Regions from separate parts of the Mus musculus genome. Here all the other regions are linked to region 1. The links are chromatin contacts, called in public HiChIP or PLAC-seq maps. All regions are on one chromosome and are shown on one strand. The core of a region is the stretch at or near the end of the contact, and the rest is flanking DNA. Distances in the headings are between cores, read along the strand shown. Region 1 holds the start of Osr1 (odd-skipped related transcription factor 1). Region 2 has its middle 140 kb from the start of Gm46323. Region 3 has its middle 42 kb from the start of Gm46324. Region 4 has its middle 16 kb from the start of Gm46324.

Region 1 (3,345 bases), core at 571-3,070:
GAATGATGAAATAGAGGACTGTGTTGCATGGACTCCTGGGGGATAAGGGGCTAGTGCATATATGTCTCAGGAGAGTCTGTACTTTTGATGTAGAGTTGTTGCTCTTCTCAAGTGTATATTAGCTAATAAGCAGAGGTTTTATTTTGTTTAACTCTTTTGGGAAATTTTGGCCCTTAGCATGGAAATTATCCAAGCTTTGCCTACTATGGGAACACATTGAGCCTAAGTGGAAGGAAGTCCTGGGATTCCTGACTGGATTTTGTTGCTGTGTCCCCAGCTATTGGAATGGGGTGACCTCAGCTCCCTCTGCTTCCAGGATCCTGCTAGTACTGACAGCTGCTAAGATTCCAGGCACATAGGCACACTTATGTGGGTCTCTTACTTGAACAGTAACCAGTGGGGTGCTGGAGGTGGGAGTGGGCTCCTGAGTAAACTATAGCCCTTTCTCTTGTTCCTTCCCTGCTCTAGCCAAAGTTAGCCAGAGTCTGGAAGCTATGTTCCATTCTAAAAGTTTGCGAATACCAAGTCTGTTTCAATTATGCAGGTGGGAGGAGGGATGTGGCCCATCCTCCATCATCACTCCCTATATTAGGAATCAAACTCCTGCTACCTCAAGAGATCACATGGGATCAGTCTTGCACAGTAAAGCTGAGGAGTAGGTGACTCTTCCAAAAGGACTGTTTCAATGTGTGAGAGTGGCACCTACTCCCCAGGAAGTGTGTGTGTGTGTGTGTGTGTGTGTGTGTGTGTGTGTGTGTGTGACAAGAGCCACTCTGCAGTAGTAACTTTGGGGCAAAGTCAGGAAGTCAGAAAACCTCACCATCTTCCATGAAAAAGCCAGGTAAGGCATTCCAGAAAGGTGGTAGGGAGGAATGACAGCTGACTGGGGTCAGCCTTAGGTCAGTTCCAGGGATCAATAGTAAAGAGGTATTTGGGGCTGTGTAAGAAGCAGACAGCAAGGATGTAGTTGTTCTAGGTCCCAACTCCCTCTACAAACTCCACCCAAACCAGCCCCGCAGGCCCAGGGGTCCCAGTGCCTTTAGCTGCTCTTTAAAACTCCCATCCACTCTAAAAAGAATATGTGATTGGAGCTTTAGAATGGAATTCCGGGGAGGTCTGCAGTTCAAGTAACTAGCTCTTCTTCTCCTCATACGCTCTGCCATGGACGTTTCTGTGGAACTCCACACCCCAGAGTCTGTGGTCAGCCATAGGCACTCGGATGTTATGGCTCGCGCAGTCAGTAATCTCTGTCCTTCCGCACCAGGAACCAGCCAGCTCTGCTAGAATCGCTGCCCAGGTCTCAAGCACTATTTGGTGTCAGGAGCGCTGCTCCACACCAGGAGTCTGTCACTTCTAGGAGGAAATCTTAAGAAGAGCGGCAGCGACTTTGTCAGATTACAAATTGAGTGTATGCCTAAGGTGCTGGTGTGGGGACACCCTAGGCTCCTATCCGCTTTCATAGGTGGTGCCACCATAGGTCCCAAAGCTCCAGAACAGAACTCCGAAATGCTCGGTTCTAGTCCTCTCTTATCCGTAAGATATGTTTCTTCTACTGCTTGATCTTATGTGTCTTAGAAACACACACACACACACACACACACACACACACACACAGAAAGTGTCGAGTGGGATTATCAGGGAGGGGACACCGGTCAGGAGAAGCAGAAGGCAGGCTAGCACAGCTGCCAAAGTCCGCTGCCCGGGTCAGCAAAACTTTGTTTCCCAATGCGCAGGCGCAGGCAGAGTTGGGGGGCAGGGGAGGGAGGGGAGAAATCGCACGGCAAGGGGAGGGGGGTTAGGGGGAGGTGGATTAAAATAAGTAGGCGGCTCGGTGCTAAGGGATGAGTGAGACGTAGCTCGGCCTCTCCCCAGCAAGTTCTCGCCGGCACTGGTTCAGATTCAGAAAGGGAGCCAGGAGCGAGGCTCAGCAGACCCCGGCGGGTAGAACTCCGGGGCTGTGAAGCGCTCCCGCGTGTCCGACTCTTGGAGTCACCGCAGCTACAGAAGCGTCAGAAGTCTAGTTCGCCAGGGGTGCCAGTCGGCTCCAGAGTCTCTGGTCACTCAAGTCCAGCGCAGCGACCCTCACAGACGCGCTCTGCCCTGGGACCGCGGCGGAACAAGGTAACTGCAGCCCTGGGGCGCCTGGGCTCAGCGAGGCGAAAGCCCGCAAGATTCACTTCTGGTTCCCTGTTGTAGCTGGTGCCTCCTCTTTTCAGTGTCCTCAAAGGCGGTTCTTTTGGCCAAAGGAAGGCTGCAAGATCTCCGTGAAAGTGAGAGCAGTTGCAACGTAGAGTTGATGGGGATGCTGGTTCAAAGACTTCTAACTCTGGGTCCTTGTTGGCCTCTGACCTCGGGAGGAAGGAAGGAGACAGAAGGGCCTGAGCCATTGAGTGCAGCCGTGTTTGGCTAGCTAGAATTCCAGTATTCTAGTAAGGTGCCCACAGATTTTATAAGGCACTCTGCAGGCTTCCCTTAAGAAACTAGAGCAACTTCAGAGAACACAAACTTTTTTTTTTTTCCTGCAGGGTGCCTTTTAATTCAGACTTATCCCCCCTTAGCTGAGGAAGAGGGGAGAAAGTGTTGATGGTCATAACCTAAGCTTTCAGCATCCTGGACAGGTGCATTGCCCCAACTCTGTTGGGCTTTAAAACGAATTCTTCTTTTGCAGAGTTGTACTTTAGACTCGAAGCCTTCAAACCCCAGGACCACAGGGCTGCTGCGAGTCTGACATCCACCTCACAATTGGACTCTGCTTGGGATGGTCTCTATTAGAGGGTTTCAGTGTGTCCCCAGGCCTGCAAATCATAACCTTCGATTGTCTCTGGTGTAGGGAGAACTATGCTGGGGGTGGGGGACACAAACGAACATTGTTTTCTAACTGGAGAACCGGACGACCCAGAAGCAGAACAATCAGGAGGCTGCAGATACCTCTAGCGTGGGGATTCTATTTTGCTCCTTTGGTAGTAGCCTAATCCAGGTTTAAGGGGAAAAGATGGGAAGTCAAAATGAGAGAGACAAGGGCGGCTGCTTGCTGAAGGAATCTTACCTTCCACCAGCAGTATCCTTGATTAAAAACCAAAAAACAAACAAACAAAAATCTCCCGCGTCCTCCCTCAACAGCCCCTGCTGCACAAGCCGGGTGGGCTCCGGAGCAGAGGTTAGCAGCATAGGTTTCTTTGTCGCAATAATTCGATGAATTTCATTCGGGATGGGACTTGCAAGTTGGCTCTTTGAAAGAGAACCACGTGTAAAGCTATTTTCCTAGTTTCACAGCCTCCCAGGGAAAGAGTGTGCTCTGTGCTCGCTGGGAGGGAAGGAGGAACCAAAGAGGACTGGTGGGTAGAT
Region 2 (3,405 bases), core at 75-2,574, 340 kb before region 1:
GTGCTCTGTCGGCCATTTGCCAACACCAGCCTCATCTCCATGTCTAGTAGGTGGACCAGGCAGAGCACGTTGGTGACACTCCTGCAGATAGAGCTCTGTGGTCATCTGATCAAGAGCATATGCAACATTCCACCTCCTGCCCCCTCTCTGGGAATTCATCTTTTATTCTATTTATCTCTTTTCAAGGCTGAGAGTCACCGGCTTTGGGTTAGAATGAAAATGTGAAATTTTACAAGAAGAATGCAACTATATTTTTTAACATTTCCAGAACTATTGCACTTGTTGAAAAGAAGCAGCTAAGAAGTTGCTATAATTCTGTTGCTGCAATGCATATCTTGTCCCCCCACCCTTTTTTTTTCAGACAGGTCTGTGTATAACCATCATCTGGTACCCATTTCACCATGAGAAACTGAGTGTGTAGTGGTCGGTAGTACCTTGTATTCTCAGGTCTTTATATCAGAGCTTCATCGAACCATATATGTGAGGTCTCCCTTGGCATATGGACCAGATTAGAAGAAAATATCTTGATGTCAAGCTATGACAAAAATGGAGTAACCCCTCAGGATCTGGGGAAGAGAATGGACATTTTTACAGGTTGATGAGATATGATTGCATGTTACATGACAGGTTCTGTTTTGAATAGGTGTAATAGTAGTATCTTTAGTTCATGTCTTTGTTTTGTAATGTGCTGCTTAGGTTTTAATTGTCAACTTGCCACAACTTAGAGTCTCTTGGGAAGAGAGACTTGGTGAAGAATTATCTAGATCATTTTGGGCAGTGGGCATGTCTGTAAAGGACTGTCTTGATGTTAATTAAGACAGGAAGGCCTAGCCCATTGTGAGTGGTGTCATTACCCAGGAAAGATGCCCTGAATAGTATAAGAAAGTAAAAGCACATGCACTAACAATTAGAAAAGAAAAAGAAAAAAAGAGGCCCTGAATTTGAAGGAGAACAGGGAGGGGTATCTGGGAGAGTTTGGAGGAAAAGAAAGTAAGAAATGTTATATTGTATTAATAATCTCAAAAATAAAATAAAAATACTAAAAATAATTCTAGAAACAAGTGAAGCTACATATTTGATTGAAAAGTCCTTTTGATCCATCTGCAAGATGGACAGTTTCCTGGAAAAAGAAAAGTCACCTTGCCCCATTGCTTAGGACTGCCTTCCCTCTCATACGCTGTACTTACTCTGATAATTGTCTGGTTGCTGGTTCCTTTTAGAATGTGGTCTCTCTGAAGGAAAGGACTGTCTTGGGTTAATCTAATTTCTGTTTTTGTCAGTCTCAAATCTGTCATCCAGTTGGAACTTTGCATAGGCAGGAAAGAATTTCTCCTTCCCTCGTGAGGCTGCATTCCATGCATGTTTGCTGCTTGCAAAGAGAGCGTGTGGAGACCTGATCATCTGTGAATATGTCCTTTTAGCTCAATCCACCACACTAAAGGTTCTGGAGCCAAAGAAAGATCCAGTGTGAGCCATGTGTTCTTGGAGCCACCTCCAGAGCTGTGGGTAGATCGGGTCTCTGGTGGAGAGAGACTCTCCAGAGCTGTGGGTAGATCGGGTCTCTGGTGGAGAGAGACTCTCCAGAGCTGTGGGTAGATCGGGTCTCTGGTGAGAGAGACTCTCCAGAGCTGTGGGTAGATCGGGTCTCTGGTGGAGAGAGACTCTCCAGAGCTGTGGGTAGATCGGGTCTCTGCTGGAGAGAGACTCTCCAGAGCTGTGGGTAGATCGGGTCTCTGTGGAGAGAGACTCTCCAGAGCTGTGGGTAGATCGGGTCTCTGCTGGAGAGAGACTCTCTGGAGGAGCTTCAGGGCCAGCCTGTAGCTGGGGGGGGGGGGGTGTTCCAGTGTCAGGAACTGTGGGGTCCTCTGCAGCAATTGACCAAGTTTTTTTCTCAGCGTATGTTTCTCTTAGCCAATGCCTCAGCACACTGGGGAACAGCACAGGGGGGAGGAGTAATGGGCGTGGATGAGGGCTGGACATTTTTCCCTGTTCAGGACCCCTCACATGCATTCTTTGCACGGAAGCTCTCTCTTATGCAGCTGCATTTGCCTCAGATATGCACTGAGGTATGGGGCTCTTCTGAGATATCTCAGTTCATTTTGCCTCTTCTCTTTCTGATTATAGACTCATGTTACAGTCTGACGTCTGTTCCTATGGCCCCCGTTACCTTTCATAGTGAGTACCCCCATAATTCTTCCCTATTTTTAATTTGTATTGACATCACTATCCAGAACCCCGATGGATCCTAGGTAAGTTTCCTTCCCAGTCTCTGCCTCATAATCCTCATCTATAAGTTGGTTATAACAATAAAAGGGATTTTATACTTTCAGAGTGAGAATTCAATAAAACAGTATGTGTTACATTTTTGTTATAGTTCTTGGTACATAATAAATACTCAAAAATGTCAACAATACCCATCTACAATACCTGGTATTACTAACACAAATAGACATTTCCCAGAGCACGGCATCTCTGAGCACCCAGTATCCAGGTGGAGATTTGGAACACAACACATGGTCAGTTAAAGGTCAATGAAAAATGGAAGTCCATGACGTCACATGGGGTATCTCAGGGGAATTAACAAAGGTCAGTTCTCTATGGGTGAGCCTACAGGTGGAGTCTGAACTTACTCAGAGAAAGCCTTCCTTAAGCTAGTTCAGGAGGAAGATATATAACCAAGAAGCCAGCAGAAGGGCTCTTGCTGGTCACACCAATCGACAAGTAGGTTTCTAGATCTTGAAACTGTTCCATCCTATAGCAGTGAGCAGCAGAGAATGGAGGAATCATAGGTCCACTTCATGGGAAGAGGCCCCACATCTTCATCCTAGGAGAGGTCAGCCTCCTGGCACCACTGGATCAGGACAGCTGTCCAATCTTAAGGGGTATGGTAGGTGCATAGGATTCAAGATGGCACCTGGTCTCCACTCAGAGTCCTTTTGTGTCTAGAAAGCAACTATTTTTAGGGGGCTAAAATGAGATGGTGGGGGGATGTGAGACCAAGAGATACCTTCTTGATCATGGGCTGGTAGGTAGTATTTGCTGCCACCACAGTTATGATTTAGGATTTTGAAGGTATCTGCCTTAACAGTGATCCACGGGCCACTGGGAGGTCAATACGCATGTACCCAGCCTTGGGCAAAAAAACCACAGTCCTAAGTGGCTTCAATTAGATGTCCTTGGACAGTTCGTTTATGAGGTGTGCATTTGGAAATAACCTTTGTTGAATATAGATGCTGCAAAAACCATTTTTGCCTAGGAATCTTTCCTGGCACAATGGACCAGCGCTTTCCCAAACTGACCTTGTGGCTCCCTGCTCTCTAGTTACCTTGGATCTTTGTACTGAGCTCAGAGAACCAGTTACTTGGTGGCAACACAGTCACCAGCTCTCATCCCCTTCCTGCATGG
Region 3 (3,460 bases), core at 110-2,609, 460 kb after region 1:
GTAACATAAATGTAACTTTAACAGTCTACAATGTTATAATAGGGAACACTGAGCATAATTGTGTACTGTGTGTACTAAGTGGATTGTACTTATATATTTAGTAATATCTCTCTCTCTCTCTCTCTCTCTCTTCCTCTCTCTCTCTCTCTCTCTCTCTCTCTCTGTGTGTGTGTGTGTGTGTGTAAAAACAAAGAAAATGAGGTCATGAATTTGAAAGAGAGTGGTGGAGCACACAAAAGAGTTAGAAGGGAGGACATGGAAGGGGAAACGACATAATTATAATCTCAAAAAATTAAAGTATATTTGGTACAATCTAGGAGAAGGTATTTACAAAATTTCATTTTGTATAACCAAGTGAACCATGTGATCATCAAAGTCAGGAAGATTGTGGATTCTGATTAAAAAGTGGCAACGAGAGAGATTCTGGGTCGTACAAAACAATAACAACATTCGAAGTGACAGCATTACATGGAGCCAGGATATACCAATGATCTCAATACGTCTTGTTATGAGCTGTCAGTGATACCAGGAGAACCAAAATGCCTCAGTGATAAACTGATAACCAATCTGAGACAGCAAACACTGGTGTGGAGAATGCAGAATTGCTTTCCTTACATGAAGGCTGCATGCTGACCTTGCGGCTCTGAGATTCCCTGCTTACCTCCTCCTGTTCCTTTTATCCTCTGCTTGACTCTTCCATGAATATTTCTTGAGCCTTTGCTTTAATCCACACAACTTGCCTTATCACCTTCAAGAAGCCCACCATATAGAAATAGATCTTTGTAATGCCACTCTGCAAATTTCAATAGGGATGCTACATTTTGGAAAAAAAAATTTAGAAGTATACCTTCCCAAAATTTCACTTTTCAATGGATCTAGTTTAAAACAGACTAGCAAACTTTGGCTGTCATAGAGAAAGGTTGGTATGAGATGAAGCAACTTAGAAGCCCAATCATATCCATGTGATCATGGCCAAACCCAGAAATCCATCTTCTCTCATGACTTCAGTTTCTCATGGGCTCATGGGTTGGACATGCTTCTAGTCTGGCCTCTGAGACTGTAAGTGCCCGTGGCCCTTTAAAAAACATTTTCTCCATATGATATTTAAAGCCTTCTAATTCTCCAAGGACTGGCCAAAAAGGGTTTTTCCTGTTTTTCCAAGCTGCCCTGCAGAACATATTATAATGTCCAGAAATGATGTTTAAAGTTTCAATAGCTTCTGGTTCTCTGGGCCACATCACCTTGCAGTTGCCCTCAAATTGTTTCTGAATCACGTTTCCTCTGGCACAAAGCAGAAGCCCTCGGTTCACATTACGCCTTACAATGCGCAGCGCTCTCACCCTCTGCAGAGGAGCTCTTATGTCAGAATGAAAAATGATAAAGCATAAATGAAATCGCAACCACATGTGCTCGGCAGTGTGGCCCTGGTCTGAGTGGCTTTTCAAAGCAGAGAGTAAGCCATCTTTGCATCTGTCTGAACAGAGATACGGGCTGCTAGAAGAAATCCTCTGTGGTCAAGGTCCAAATCTGAGGGGTGGGTGGGTGGGGGAATGGAAGGGATCTGAGCATGTGGTTGGAAGCTTTGGGGATCAGATTCACACCAGAAGTGATCCCTGTATGCATCTGGAAGTACAATAAGTGAGGGAAAGGAGGATGGAGGGTAGACAGGACAGAGGGCCAGATTTAAGCCACTATACCCAGTCAGTTTAGTGTTAGATTGCAGTGGTGGCACACACCTTTAATCCCAGAACTTGGGAGGCAAAGACAGGCAGATTTCTGAGTTCAAGGCCAGCCTGGTCTACAGAATAAGTTCCAGGACAGCTGGGTCTACCCGAAGAAACCCTGTCTTGAAAAAACAAAAAGGGAAGAAAAAAAAAAGAAAACAAAAATATAGTTTTAGATTGCCTGATCCTTCATTCTCATTTCTAGTCCTCTTTGTCCTCTATCAGATTATTACACATCTTTTGACTGTGTCCTCATTATAGGTCTTGTAGACTTTAGCTTCACTCCCCACCCTGCTGATAAGTGTGATTTTTTTTTTAATTCATTCATGTTAAAGTAGTCAGATTTCTTAACAGGAGTTCTAGTTTTGTACCTTCTAGCTCTGAGATAATCACCAAGATTCCTTCACCTTACTTAATAACAACTTGCCCCTGGAGACTCACCCATATTCATGTCTGTCCTTCAGCCTGGCCTAGAGTTCAATGACTAGAGAGGTAATAATCCTTCTTCAGTATTCAGTTGAGACGTTTTCTCCTTTGTTATGTCTATCCTAGGAAAATGAGTAGTTTTCCCCATAGACCTCTGGATTTGCATTTATTATATAGTTTTTAGAAGATTACAGCATAGATTTTTATTTACATATAATTGTTCACCTTGCCTAACACTCTAGGCAAACCAAACACAGAAGATCTTCTCTATACCTTGTCAACTGTAGGCATGACAAGGATCATTGTATACTTCTATCCTGTCTATCCTATCTTCTGACTTCTGAGTTCAGCAGTAGTTACAAATTAGCCACTGTGAGACCCCATGTACCATTGTACTTAGCTAACATTACAAATATGTCTTTTCCTACTCTAAAACTATCCATCAAATATTTAAAAGCATATTTATATATTTCTTCACATTCTAGCTATGGAATTCTTTCTACAAAAAGTTGAATGAACAATAAAGTCAATGAATCAGAAAACCCAAGAACAGTATCAGAAGACCCTGTTGTCTTTCCAATGCTTTCATATCATATCCAACTCATGAAAGGATATTCTACCTACAAATGAGAAAAGGAAGTTGATAAAGATAAGGAATATCAAAATCCACATATCATAGCACAGTGGATTAAAATTTGTTTCTCCTAACTTCAATACATGCTAGAAATACTGTGAAATAAATGTTACTGGAAAGTCAGTGGCAAGGCAGGATCTTTTCTACAGTCTACAATGCATAAATGTTAGGCACCACCTCTAAGCAATGTTAATGTCCATCAATTACAGTTACTGATGCTGAGCAGAGAGATGCTACCATAGAGAGGAACTGGCCTTCGCTCTCAACATTCCCAAGGGATGGCCTTTCCTCCTGGTGAGATGCATATATGGTACAATACTGGAGTGTTTCTCTGACTTTCTGGTTATTGTAGTCTCTGGCCAAAGAACAGAGAAGACACTCACAGGGTATTGTGTGGAAGACATGTATTTTTATTGTACAGTCGAGGCTAGCACACTCTGAAGGGTGACAGCAGGAAACAGTCACTGGGATCATTGTTGAATGGAGCTTATTCTTAAGGGGCACTGTGGGCCATCACAAGAAAGACCATGTTTATACATGTTGTCACCTTTCCAGAAGCCTTTGTTTGTTCATCTTTCTTTCCTCCTTTCTTCCCACATTCCTTCCTTCCTTTTGCCTCCGTCCTAGATCATGTAGAGCAGACAAAGTTTCAGGGTGGTATTAGCCTATCCAGGTG
Region 4 (3,513 bases), core at 752-3,251, 490 kb after region 1:
TACTTTAGGGAATGGCATTAAGAAGTAGGGGTGATGGAAGTATAGCTATCATGAGTGGAATTAGGCCTTTGGAAAAGTGAATCCAGAAACCAATATTCTTTTTAGCATCTAAGAACGCCATTAAATGGCACAAACTCAGCCCCCACTGGTAAGCTGATCTTGTACTTCTAGTTGAGTACTGTGAGAAATAAACTGTTGTTTATAAGCAATATAGTTTGTCAGTTTTATATGTGCCAGAATTAACTAAATCTTAAGATAAGACTTATTTCCAACATGATCAATATTGGTATCAAACATAAGTCTTGCTGTTCAAAGAACACTAAGTTTTCGTAGTCGTAAAGCATAATCATTTATTAAAATTTATATAATATATGTTAATTATATTACTAAATTATAAATATATTTAAGGTTCTTTCTTTTTCTTCCTGTTATTATATTTGGAATATACTAAATACCTACATTAACACTTTACTCATCTGCAAACCACCTAGCTAAAATGCCATGGTATTATGGAAGAATATACAATTCCCACTTTTGATAATGTAGCTATAGGATACATTTCCTTTAAAAACAAATTAATTATATGCTTGCCCATCTATAGCATCCAATATTCCACACCAGAATTAATTGTTCTGTTCAAATGCAAAAGACTTACCATGAAGTTCATCTGAGCTTCTTTGTTCCCTCTTTTAGACTTTTGCTTGCCTAACACATAATAAGGAAGTTTTGTTTTGTTTTGTTTTATTTTGTTTTGTTTTGTTTTGTTTTGTTTTGTTTCTGAGTGACAAAATGTATCTCAAAAGTATGTAATGAGGGAACCTTACATATATAGGCCTTGTCAAATATCATTCTGAAGGGCCAACATATCCCACAGTCAACCTTCAATAAAAGGGATGCCCTTGGAAGGCTAGCTTTTCCATCACAAAATGAAAGACTTCAAAGATATAATCTTAAATCCACTTTTAGTGCTAGTATTCTGGGATAATCTTCAGTCATTCATATGAATGGTGTCCGATAGTCATTGTTCTATTGATGTGAAGAATCAATCATGGCAAGTCTTATTAAAGAAAAAGCATTTAATTGGAGGTTTCTTATAGTTTCAGAGCAGTAGAATTAATTAACATCATGGTGGGGAACATGGTGTTGGAGCAGTAGCAGAGAGATAAATCCTCTTCTGCAGGCAGCAGGTAGAGAGAGAGGGGCAAATGGAGGGAGAGGGAGAGAAGGAGAAAGAGGGAGAGACAGAAAGAGACAGACAGGAAGTAAGGAGGGGGAGAGGAGAACGAGAGGGAAAGTAAGAGGGGAAGACAGATAGAGAGACTGGCGTAGCATGGGATTTTGAAACCTCAGTCTACTTCCAGGCTACTCCTAATCCTTTTCTAATAGTGCCACTCCCTGGTGCTGAGGCTTTGGGACGGCTCCACTAGCTTCCTCTTCTCCCCAAGCTCTGTACATAAAAGATTAGGGAGCTAGCTATTTGCAAAGGTAGAGAGCTCCAAGTATGGTTTTGTCAGAGTCACCAGAGATTCTGGGAGCTCAGAAGCCAGAGTTTGTTTCTCTAACACTTTAGGTGCACTCAGTTAATGATCTGCCTATATGTCCCGAGACAGCGCCAGTTGGAAGGTCTTTACTGAGGACAATTCCTCCTCTCCTCGTCTCTCACCTTCATCTCAACATGGCTGTTTTTGTGTTCAGCTTGTGTTTTCGTGCATCCCCTGAAATTCCAACTTAGGTACTCATCCATGGAAGCCTTTGGATTCTGACCTGCACCGCATGACTGCTATAAGCATGGGGCATATATAACCTAAGCAGATTCTGGACTGCAGTCTGAAAGAAAGATGACTAAAATTTCCTGTCCCCTGCTCTGACACATAACAGAAAACAAGCAGTTTCCTTACCTTCAGACCACAGGGTGGATTTACTGATGCTCCCCCTGCAGCTCTGTCTTGCCTTGTAGCATCCACTACTCTGGAGCAAAGCTTTGCTGGTCTGCATTCCACATGTGCCCTCTATCAAGGAGGTAGGGCTCATAACACTCAGCAATGTCTTATGAGGCTTTTTCTAAAGACCTTGCACATCCCAAAATTAGCAGAGGCAAATCTGCTTCTCATTATCCTGATAGTCAATGATTTATACTCTCATACTGGGGGGAGGGGAAAGTTCTAATGAAGGCCAGCCATGTGGCATGTTATTAACCCTTCTCAGAGAATGTGCTTCCAGCCGTTCTCTGGAGTCACTTAGGTCACCCTTCTGAGCCTCCCAGTCCTAGTGAACTGCTCCCTCTCTTGGGTAAACACACATTTGTTTCATTTTCTTGAACTCCTGACATTGTAACTATAGGTATATACTTTGATGGAAACAAACTCCTCAGCCCACCCCTTGGCAACCTAAAACATGTTCCTCTAGTGAAGCCCCATTATGTGAGCTTTACTTTCCTCCCATTACTTGCAAACACATAGGACTGTCTCTTATTCATCCACACATTCAAGAACAAGTCAGCTGGAGCTAGAGAGATAGCTCAATTAGCAATGTTAGGCAGCCAAGTGTGAAAACCTGAGTTCTGACCCGCCAAGACTCATAACAGGCTCTGTGTTATGAGTACTGTAATCTCAGCAAAGAAGAAAAGACAGAGGACCTGCTGAGTCATATTGGCTCAAGAGTTGAGTGGAATTGTTAAACATCAGATCCAATGACAGATTCTATCTCAAAAATTAAGGTGGAAAGAGACTGGGAAAGATGTTATGTCAACCTCTGGTCTTCATATGTACATGAACTCCCACATGCATGCATATTACACATATGAGAATGTATATGCAAATGCAAATACATACACTCAAAATTAATTGAGTGTAATATATGTAGCTTTTTGATGAAAAAGATTTTCTAATAAAAAGAATCTTTCATTTAAAAATCTCACCTATTCTACATGTCACCTATTTTTATATGTCACATAAATTTCCTATTATAAAATATGTTCTTTGAGGTTTTATGGCTACCAGGAAGCATAGGATATTTGTGAGGGATATTAATGTGTGTGTGTGTGTGTGTGTGTGTGAGAGAGAGAGAGAGAGAGAGAGAGAGAGAGAGAGAGAGAGAGAGAGAGAGAGAGAGAGAGATTGAAGTAATTAGGTAATTAGGAGAAAGCTAAGGAAATATTTTCTTCAATGTACATTAACCAGAACACAGAATATAAAGGATTTTGTGTAAGTTCAATGTCTTGTAGATATATAGATGTAGCAACTCTTGTTCATTTTAGATTCAAACTTAAGGTGAGGTGGAGCAGATCATCAACAGTGATATTCTTGTAAAAATAAAGTTCTTTTGATGATTTACAACTATCTCTTGCTCATACGGTGGTGGGAAAGATAAGAGACATGTTGACCTAGAATATTGGGTCTGGGAACACTTTGGATACTTGAAACTGTCATAATGTGGCTTCTATGTTGTCTTGGATCCAGAGAAAGATGGCTGTGACAATGGAACATCCAGAATCTGCTAGATTATGATTCATTG

Evidence for each region. HiChIP or PLAC-seq counts read pairs in DNA pulled down with a chosen protein or histone mark.
Region 2: an H3K4me3 HiChIP or PLAC-seq map of craniofacial prominence shows a contact between it and region 1, with 2.6 times the contacts expected there. The contact joins the enhancer-like site here to the promoter of Osr1 in region 1. A contact is called at or near these places in 6 of 39 promoter capture datasets (the 3T3-L1 cell line, embryonic stem cells, hippocampal neurons and 2 more), 1 of 15 datasets of contacts at CTCF or cohesin (the NIH/3T3 cell line), 3 of 484 Hi-C or Micro-C datasets (the C2C12 cell line, embryonic fibroblasts and myocytes), 5 of 115 datasets of contacts at active chromatin or transcription factors (craniofacial prominence, embryonic limb bud, embryonic stem cells and 2 more) and 2 of 9 other capture datasets (adipose tissue and liver).
Region 3: a contact with region 1 is called in an H3K4me3 HiChIP or PLAC-seq map of craniofacial prominence, with 5 times the contacts expected there. The contact joins the enhancer-like site here to the promoter of Osr1 in region 1. A contact is called at or near these places in 7 of 39 promoter capture datasets (the 3T3-L1 cell line, the C10 cell line, cranial neural crest and 3 more), 2 of 484 Hi-C or Micro-C datasets (cortical neurons and uterus), 4 of 115 datasets of contacts at active chromatin or transcription factors (the NIH/3T3 cell line, bone marrow-derived dendritic cells, craniofacial prominence and 1 more) and 1 of 9 other capture datasets (embryonic stem cells).
Region 4: a contact with region 1 is called in an H3K4me3 HiChIP or PLAC-seq map of neural tube, with 5 times the contacts expected there. The contact joins the enhancer-like site here to the promoter of Osr1 in region 1. A contact is called at or near these places in 8 of 39 promoter capture datasets (the 3T3-L1 cell line, 3T3-L1-derived adipocytes, cranial neural crest and 4 more), 5 of 484 Hi-C or Micro-C datasets (the 3T3-L1 cell line, the C2C12 cell line, cortical neurons and 2 more), 4 of 115 datasets of contacts at active chromatin or transcription factors (embryonic forebrain, fibro-adipogenic progenitors, neural tube and 1 more) and 3 of 9 other capture datasets (adipose tissue, embryonic stem cells and liver).

Annotation. Positions count from the first base shown.
Region 1 is chr12:9,572,622-9,575,966 of GRCm38.p6, forward strand. Osr1 (odd-skipped related transcription factor 1) reads left to right here and starts at 1,821. Exons shown (of 3, transcript NM_011859.3): 1 at 1,821-2,121.
Region 2 is chr12:9,228,792-9,232,196 of GRCm38.p6, forward strand. No RefSeq gene overlaps it. Among named protein-coding and RNA genes, the nearest start is that of Gm46323, 140 kb to the right of the region's middle. Within about 2 kb of position 1,325, at least 24 of the 459 cell types and tissues checked have an H3K27ac peak or open chromatin away from gene starts, as enhancers often do. A contact at or near this core is called in craniofacial prominence and embryonic fibroblasts, where this site is marked.
Region 3 is chr12:10,034,347-10,037,806 of GRCm38.p6, forward strand. No RefSeq gene overlaps it. Among named protein-coding and RNA genes, the nearest start is that of Gm46324, 42 kb to the right of the region's middle. Within about 2 kb of position 1,360, at least 7 of the 459 cell types and tissues checked have an H3K27ac peak or open chromatin away from gene starts, as enhancers often do. A contact at or near this core is called in craniofacial prominence, where this site is marked.
Region 4 is chr12:10,060,075-10,063,587 of GRCm38.p6, forward strand. No RefSeq gene overlaps it. Among named protein-coding and RNA genes, the nearest start is that of Gm46324, 16 kb to the right of the region's middle. Within about 2 kb of position 2,002, at least 7 of the 459 cell types and tissues checked have an H3K27ac peak or open chromatin away from gene starts, as enhancers often do. A contact at or near this core is called in neural tube, where this site is marked.